2 separate regions of the Gasterosteus aculeatus genome follow, and region 1 is linked to region 2. The links are chromatin contacts, called in public Hi-C maps. All regions are on one chromosome and are shown on one strand. The core of a region is the stretch at or near the end of the contact, and the rest is flanking DNA. Distances in the headings are between cores, read along the strand shown. Region 1 holds the start of klf6a (Kruppel like factor 6a). Region 2 has its middle 46 kb from the start of LOC120812113.

Region 1 (4,628 bases), core at 1,659-4,158, 84 kb after region 2:
GGCCGGACAAACCTCGGCCCCGTGGAGTTTGTAATCCAAAACCAGGCCAATGATTATCTCCCCTCCCCGCGAGCACTGACTCAATTCTGATTTATGATTGGAATGAATATTGATTTTCCAGGAGCTGTCTTTTCCCCCTCTTCGCGCTTCCCTTCCATTTCTCCTTTTAACAAAAGAGTGAATGATATATGTGGATTGATTTCCAATCAATTATTTTTATTCTCATTTTATTTAAGCTTGAACAAATTTTCAGCTGCACCCGCGCAATGCATCTCTATCAATAGTGCTGTGCCTCATTACTAACTGGCCTTCTGATGGTAAGCAGGGAAATAACGAGCAGACATTTATTTCTGAGTCCGTCATGCCGGTTTATACATTGTTGCGCCATAAATCTGTCCTTTTCCGTGACACTGACAAACAAATGAAATAAATGAACATATTGTGCGCTCTCTTTTTATGTGCCATTAGTTCTGTTGCCAAATATGTTAGAGGGCGAACTAAAGCAACATAACCTGTCAAATATGTCACATTTTGGGGCAAAGTTATGAACTAATCTTCTGTAAAACAATAGGTGTGCTAATCTGTTCAGCTTGCGCATAACATCCATGGAGGACGATGAACATCACGCTGGGGAGCGGCCACAGTCACTTCCCTACACACATCATGGATACCTTACAGTAGTGCGTCTCCAGCGCTCCCAGGTCGTCCACAAAAACCCCTTAGAACAACTCACTAATTGAGCTGACAGTGATGCATTGAAATGGGTCACCCTGGAATTGCTCCTTGCAGTGGCTACTGGCCGGTCTGGGATTACATAACGATGATAAAGCTGCGGACCTGGCCCTCCAAGATAAAAGCCGCTGTGCAGGACCCCGCGCATTCTCTAAATGCTCCGTCTGAGAGGCCTTCTGAAGGAAGTGATTACCGCGGAGCTGCCCGCTAATGCTCCGGCGGGACCCGGCGGTGGGCTCTGTTATTCATCAAACACGGACAGTGTAAGCCGTGGCAACTCTGGAAATGCATGAGTAATGAGCGGCCGTGTTGCGCGATGAGGAGCCGCGCGTTGTCTTGCCGAGTGTGTGCCGAGGAAAGACGTGTTTCAGAAGCCCTCAGAAAAGGACCGATTTTTTTTTGGGGGACTCTTTAAAACAAAGCGTCTGCTCTGTCCTGGGGTGGGAGGACATAATGAATCGCTCCATAAGGAACATGAAAGCAAAGCCAGATTCCTTTGCAGGGCTGCTAAGGCCTGCTCCAGGCTTGAGAAAGCGTCCCATAACCATATGACTAAATAGGATGCTGCAGGCAACAAACACGGCCTCACAGCTGAGAGCGCCACAAAGGACGCTCAGTTGTCTACTCGCCATGGCACGCAGAAAATACTGCCTCTTAGAGGATAATGTGTCCCCTGTGAGGGGACGACGTTTGTCTCATCGGGCGATAGCGTAACGCGGCATGGTGCTACCGACTGCTGTGTGTGTGAACTTATGGAATAAGTGCAGGAAGAGACTCCTCCTGTAGAACGCTTCTACCAGGAAGAAATGATAACAAAAATTTGGGATGACGTTACGCCATGTGGCCGGTGTGAAAAGGGACTCATGAGGGAGTAGAGCAGACAATAGTGGAATTATTGGAGTTATTTAGCTAAAAGTGTAATTTTGTTTTGGTGTCTACTTCCGTTATTAATGTCAAAAACTCTAATTCCATCTTTAACCGCTCTGGACAAAAACATCCACCAGCTTTATGTATGCTTCTGTTACATTAACATTATGTTTATTTAGACTTTTCTCTTTTTGTTGTGAAATAGTATACTTAGGTATTTATGTAGGAATCGTTCTTTAATGAATCTAGAAAAAGAATATTATGTATATAGCATCATTAGAAATGCAGTAGAAATCCACAATCTGAATATCAGAGATGATGGGGTTAATTCTGGGTGATCTTGTGCTCATAAGGATAGAAGCCCTTAAGGGAATTGATTTGAAAAGGAACAATCCCATTAACACTCAACCCTAAAGCTGGGTCACAGGATTGCTTATTTTGAAAGCTTCGGGTGAAACTGCTGCTAAATAGTTATTCTGTGGTGGTGGTGGGGGCCTACTGAGCGTTTTCTCTATGTACAATAACACCTAAACTGGGGTAAAACAAATTCTTTAACTTTTGGAAACTACTTCTACTGCACATTCATTCCCCCGCTCACTCTTTCAAGTGCAAATTAGATGATAAAAGCCTTTAAAACTAACAACAGAGAGCAACTTCTGTGTTTTTAAAAGCAAAGCTCTCTTGCATGCATTAATGCGGTCGCAGAGGAGAAGTGACGACGGACGTTTCCTGTAAACGCGCGAGTGAGCTGATAACACAATAAGTGCGCGGCCGAACATTAGTCATCACTGTGTCCCAAGACATGAGCGCGCTCTTATTGGGTGATGTCACGGACAGCGCCTTGGTGAGGTCATCGCCCTAAAGAGCGGTGTCGCAAGTGATGCCTGTGACAAAGTTTCCCGGAGCCGCGTAGTAGGGAGAAGGGGAGTGGGGGACGAGGGGAGCTGGGGGGGAAGAGGGGCCGTGGTGTTTTCCACTAACCGGGAATAAGACCGGTCCGGCTCACATGCGCTGCCCGTGGCGAAACACAGCGCAGACTACACCAGTGAAGAGAGAGAGAGAGAGAGAGAGAGATCGAGCATGAGCTCCTTTATATACACGCCTAAAAATAACCAGCCAATCAGCGGAGAGACGCTGAAAGCCCGAACGCGCCAATTAAAAGCGAGAACAGAGCAAATTAAGTCAGGGGCCGCTCGCTATTGGCCGACTGTGATATCATTTGCGAGGGTCTAAGTCGCACGCTGCGGATTGGCTGGCACCCTCGGGGGCGTGGTCCCTCCGTGGAGTAGGGGCGGGGGGGGGTGGGAGCGGGAGGGGGCGGGCTTTAGGTTTGAATAGGGAAGTTTGCAGAGCGTGGTTGCTTCCCATCCAGTCCGGCGCAGTGTTTGCAAACACCTTGAACGCCAGCGAGAGACGAAGGGGGGAGACGGACTGACGGACGGACGCTCGGCTGCTACACTGCTGCTGAAAACAAGCGCCTCTTCGCGTGCATCGCAGGGGACGGCTGTCATTCCTTCTACTGGGTGTTATTTTGGTTCCTCTTCTACTTGAGAAAACACATTTAACTGAAGCTACACAGCATTTTTAATTTTTTTTTTAAACTAAGCTCTGGGAAAAAATGGATGTTCTACCCATGTGCAGCATCTTTCAGGAACTTCAAATAGTTCACGACACGGGCTATTTCTCAGCCTTACCATCACTGGAGGAGTACTGGCAGCAGGTGAATATCTATATATATGTACATATATATGAATTTTTAACGTCATATCAGCTGTTCTCATAGCTTATATCCGCTGTCGGAGCTTGAGTGGTAAAGCGGAACTGAGAGATCCCACCGCGGCGTCTTGTGCGCTCGACAAGTTCAGCTCCACGTACCCGGCGCGTAACGGCTCTGAACACACAGGCGTCCCCGGGCTTAGACGGCGCCCCGGTGCTTAGACGGCTCCCGTCCCGCTCACCCGACGGGCCATGCGTGGTGGTGACGTTTTTTTTTTTTTTTTTGTTGGCATCCTGACGTGTGGATCAGCGTGTCAGTCTGACAGCTCCAGTCGAGATGAAAGCGCGCGCGGTAACAGCAGCGTGCCCGTGCGTTCCTTTCCTCCTTTTTGCTTTTGTTTTATTCTACCGCTCTTGCTGCGTTTCCTCCTCCACTCGGCGGCTCGCCTCAGGCCATGTGAGCTGGTGTCACCGCAAACACTGCAGCCGCTGTAGGAGGAGGAAGTAGAATTTCAAATCAGTCAGCAGTTGGATCCAAATGTGCGGCCGCGCGTCGGCGCAGGAGCAGCGCCGCAGCTCAGCGCGGCGCATTTCCTCTTTTCTTTTTTTAGTTCTATCACTGTTTTGAAAAGCTGCACGGTCAACTTTAAAATGAAAAGGAAATCCAGTGTTTCAGTGCCATAAAGCGCATCCTCACCCCATGTTTTACGTATATTTTTATTTTAGAAATCCTATATTTGCGTCTGTGGGCTCCACATGACGATCCAAAGTCAGCCGTGGCCACATTCCTGCCCGGGTGAGTAGGCACTAGCACAGCTGGAAGATGTACTATAAGGCTCCAGAAGCCTGGAGGGAGTCTGTCCCCAACATCTGCCTGGTCAAACCTACTGCCCCCCCCCGTTTAAAAAAACTCTGAAGCCACTTTGTTTGGGCCTCCACTGAGGAAGGATATGATTGCATGACAGAGGTTTCACATGAGTAAAAAAACATCTGAATGGCTCGTGGGGGGGGGGGGGGGGGGTTGAGCAGCTTCCTTAAAAGGAGTCTAGATTTGTTCAGTGAGTCATTGGAGTGCTGAAATGACAATGCACGCTTGTATGTGTTAAAGAAACAGGAACTCAGTGGTTTTGTGTGTTTTTTAGAAGAGGCTCAGTTCTTCTTCTTCTTCTTCTTCTTCTTCTTCTTCTTCTTCTTCTTCTTAATATTATTTATGTTCGGAATGTTTTGTCAGCCAAAACCAAATGTTGTTTCCATTTGCAGGTTTTTGCATTTCAGCAGCTGGAAGCATCAAATATTTCTCTTATTTACATTTT
Region 2 (4,415 bases), core at 1,002-3,501:
ACGCTGTGCCAGAACTGGCAGGCTGCTGTGAGCGCCTCACCTCGCTCTCTGCTACCGAGGTCCTCGTCCCAAGTCTCAAGTGCGACTCACCCGTGTGGAAAAATCCCTTCCACTTCAAGCCCCCGCTGCTAGTTAATGTGCTGACATGGCCCACAGAGAAACCTCAGGGGAAAATACAATCTCCTGAGTCATTGTTGCACTTGTTTCCAGAAGCCAGACACTAGGACATCCGGGTTTAGCATTCTCCCCACTCTTCGTTCTTGCCTGTCCAAAAGACTGGAAGCTATAACGCCATCGGAAGGGTGTGACCATCATAGTGGCCATTCTGCTAAACGCTGCTGGAGGTTTATTTATGAATGGGCGGAAATCTCCGTCTGGCCCCGCTCACTTTATATCGACATGGCGTTGACATACATTTAAGCTGTGCTCTTCCTGGTTCTCGACACAGAGCATCATGCAGGGCCGTGATCCCAACTAATTGTAAATGCAAATGAACCTGGTTGGGAAAAAACATTTTTTAAATGAAATTAAAAGCGAGGGAGGTAAGCGCTGAGGACGGCGAGCCACAAAGGCACCGGCCTCGGTTACATAAGTGTTTTCCCTCTGCTCCCCCGGCAAAGAAATTAAAAACACACATCCACATGCACGAGCACCGACCGAACACGATTAGGACTGAGGAAATAACAAGGAGTGGGAGTCGGTGGGTGAGTGTTTCCATTAGTGCTAGCTTCTCTGCGACTGCCACCACTTCCATCAGAACAACACTGAGTAAGAGGAGTGTCCATCAGACAGCGGTTAGCCTGCTTCTGTTTATTTAGGCCTCAATGGAGCGCTAGACCACACTGCAAAGTTTGTTGTATGCTCCAGCATTATCATGAAAATGTACTCACAAATATAGAAATGAAAGAAAGAGGTTTAAAACCTTACAAATTATCTTTATTGTGTAATGAGTGTATTAGAATATAGATGGATTTATCCCAATAAAAGGATGAATTGCAGGATTTACCTGTTTTGTCTATAAAACAAGATTGTAAAAACAAATTGTTGAAGACACCTTTATTTTGAGGCAGCAAAAGTTGTATTTTTGGAATTGCAAAGGGATAAAATGACAGTGAAAGCTGTCGGCCGTGGTGATAGAGAAATATCTGCAGAGCCAATCTCATTTAGCTCTCATTTGGGTGCCGATGACCCGGACACTCCCGTGTGACAGTAATGGGAGCAGATTTAGAAAACCAGGCTCCCACTGCTGATCTCCTCATCATGGGAGTATACGGGACAATCCAAATGTTTAGTGTTAACCAGGAGGCCAGCTAAGGTGGTTTTTGCTTTCCAAAGAAGATTTTCAGTTTTGGTTAGTTAGAATTTAGGTTGGTGGAAATAACCCTGTGACGGTCAAGCTGACTCATCGGCCTTTGTTTAATCATTTTCCCCTGAAAGAGCTTCATAGGATCTTATAAATACTATTGCAGGTTTCTCAATGATGTTAGAGTAAATCTGTAATATAGTTAAACTACACATTTTTCAATTGCCGGCACTAGTCTACGGATAAAAATCTAAACAAATCAGGAATCAGGAATCAGGAATCAGGAAACATTCATTAGCCAAAATATGTCAAACATACAAGGAATTTGTCTTGGCGGTTAGTGCGCGACAGTAGACAGACAAGACAACAGTGCACAAGTAATAAAATAAAGTGGAATGAAATGCTAGTGCAATACCTTCACAAATACCTTCACGTTGTGGAACGTATTTGCTTAATGATTATTTTTTTCTTTCTTTTTACCAAAAAGTAAATACCTCACAAAGATTGTCAAACATTTATGGATCTCATTCCACTTAAACAAAAAAACCTGAACCATCCTTTTAGTGGAGGTGCAGTGGAAATGAATCATGACTGGTATTGGATGAGTAAATTAATTTTATCGGCTGAAGGCTCACAACTATGGTTAAACGGATCTCGGTGTGTGTGTGTGTGTGTGTGTGTGTGTGTGTGTGTGTGTGTGTGTGAGAGCACTCCCTCTGACTCAGATCTCTAACCCTCACTCTTTAGCACTTCCTCCAACCCCATCCCCCCACTCAAACCAACCCTTTTTTTTAATCTCATCCCCCTTCCTCTTCCACCTGAGCCTCTGACTCACAGTACCAGTATCCTGTGACACTTTCAGGATGATCACACAGGCACTACCACCCCTCCTCTGCCTCTCCCTTGCTTTCTCTCACACGTACACGTATCCACACACAATCTGTGCTCACAGACTTGCACGGTGTTAAGTCCCTGGCTTAGTCAGCCTCTGAGCAGAGCACAGGCCCTGCTGGGAAAGAGGCTGAGCAAGCCCCGACAGAATGCTAATGATGTCATTAACCTCTGGACTGCGGGGTCGGGGTGGAAAAGTGGCTGAGAAAGGCATAGATCACGTCACTCTTTCCCTTACTCATTACATTTATACTACTGGACATGCATACAGGTGCCACACAAATTGGCCTTTGTGGAGCCGAAAGGGTAAGCCTCCTTTATTACATCAAAACGTAATGAGTGCACTGATTGCTGTATTTGGTTGGAACAAATCTTTTGATTACGGCTTTTTCCAGGTTGCTGACTCTTTCGAATCGGCTGTGCACAAGTGTAGCTGGACACAATCATTTGGAATTAAAATCAGAGGACAATGCATATAAATAGTTTAATTATGGTGCGTTCCTAATAACTAAAATGTGTTGCTGGAGTAGCCTACAGAAGAACCAAAAAGAAGAATTTATAGAAATAAAATCGACCTCCACTGTTTTTAAATAAATATAATTAATCAGTTAACACTATAGCAGTGTAACGCTAGCGGGTATCTGACCATCTAGCGTCAGCTTTCTTACTTTAGAGTTGGTGTTTGGGTTGAAGTGTTGTTTTTTTCATAAACTATGAAGGCTTGTATGTACATTTATATAAAAATACATGAACAAGGCAAGTTTTCGTTATGATATATATTTGGTCAGGGTGGTATGGTATACACTATGGCTAGTTTATATCCTATTGAAAATGTTCCATTATTTGTTGAGATACTTCCACTCCCAAGTCTTAGTGGGAGTGGGTCTTAAAAATAAATAGTGAGCTTTGCAACGTGTGTGTCTGTGTGTGTGTATGAAACTAACAGCGACAGTGTACCTGCACACAGCTTAACCCTCAGCATGTTTTTCAAACATTCTGTAGGGAAATCTCCTCTGGTCTCCACCCCAGCTGTCCCACTATATCACTATAATATCCACTCTCTAAGGACATTTCTCATGGAGGGATTCAAGTGGGGTTGGGTGTGGGGGTCACCTGCTGCGCATTAGGCTCGAGCTAATAGGGTCATTCATGTCAGCTGACCGGATGAACATCTGTCCAGTGACACACACGAACACAACAGGCACACAGATAAACAAATGGAAGCAGAGTTCCACATTTAACATGGGAAATTGGACAACATACAGTTTGGAAACACACACACACACACACAGGAGAAGAAGGAAGTTGCTGCCAAGAAGGTGGGAGAGGAGTGGGCACTGAGCAAACAGCACTAAGCACAGGAAGTCCCTATCGGAAGGTTTTCTTGGAGGAATGTGTGCATGAACACGTGCAGAGGAGGTGTGGATATAACACCATGGGTCCAGCTGACTTTGAAACCACAACAGAGGAGATTCTTTTTGCTGTATCCATATCAGAGGGTGCACATGTCCTTTTTTTTACAGGGGGGAAGCCAGTCAAGGGAAACATCTGGTTTCATTCAGCTCCACTAACTTTGCTCTGGTTAAAAAATTTACAGCGAGCCACTTTGTTAATGAAAAGGCTTTTTTAAAAACTGTAGTCATTTTCAAATGCAAATTCATAAGTGGGGCTTTTAAATGCGCCTCCACTTTGAAAAGCTCAATTATATCTCGGGCAAGGGCACGGATAAGCCAAGGTAAGACTGAATACAGCGGGTCGGAAAAGTCTATTATGGAGGAGCCACCTCAATATCATTTTTTATTTCACCTTTCTCTCTCAGTCTCAGAGCATGTCGGTCTGGGGAGTTACATCCCTTTTCCATCGTCTTCTTATTTAAGGCTCTTTAGAAATATATCAATAGAAACTGACTGGCTTTGGCCCAAAAAATCAGACATGTTTTCAAATTGGTCAGCGATGACTCAGCTGCTAATTTTTCTTTTTCCAAAGAAAAAGATTGTTTCGACTTTGTATTCCAGGGTCATTCTCTTTTCTCCCCACACCTCACTTCTAAATAGAGAATAGAGGCAACACTGTTTTTTTAAAAGAGAAAAACGTTTTGAGGATTTGATCAAAGTAGGTTTTGTACCTTATTGCTGTCCTTTTCAGACTCCTCACCACTGCAGCACAGCCTTTTTGTCAAAAAACCCTTTATTGACCCAGGCATTGTGTTCCAAGAGTGCTC

The links. A called contact is a pair of places that touch in the nucleus more often than the background predicts.
Region 1: a Hi-C map of whole body shows a contact between it and region 2, with 5 times the contacts expected there. The contact joins the promoter of klf6a here to the enhancer-like site in region 2. A contact is called at or near these places in 4 of 6 Hi-C or Micro-C datasets (skeletal muscle, tail fin and whole body).

The regions. Positions count from the first base shown.
Region 1 is chr21:9,411,953-9,416,580 of fGasAcu3.hap1.1, forward strand. It overlaps klf6a (Kruppel like factor 6a), which reads left to right and starts at 2,909. Exons shown (of 4, transcript XM_040167137.2): 1 at 2,909-3,319. The coding sequence starts at 3,218.
Region 2 is chr21:9,328,655-9,333,069 of fGasAcu3.hap1.1, forward strand. No RefSeq gene overlaps it. Among protein-coding and RNA genes, the nearest start is that of LOC120812113, 46 kb to the left of the region's middle. Within about 2 kb of position 2,252, at least 4 of the 9 cell types and tissues checked have open chromatin away from gene starts, as enhancers often do.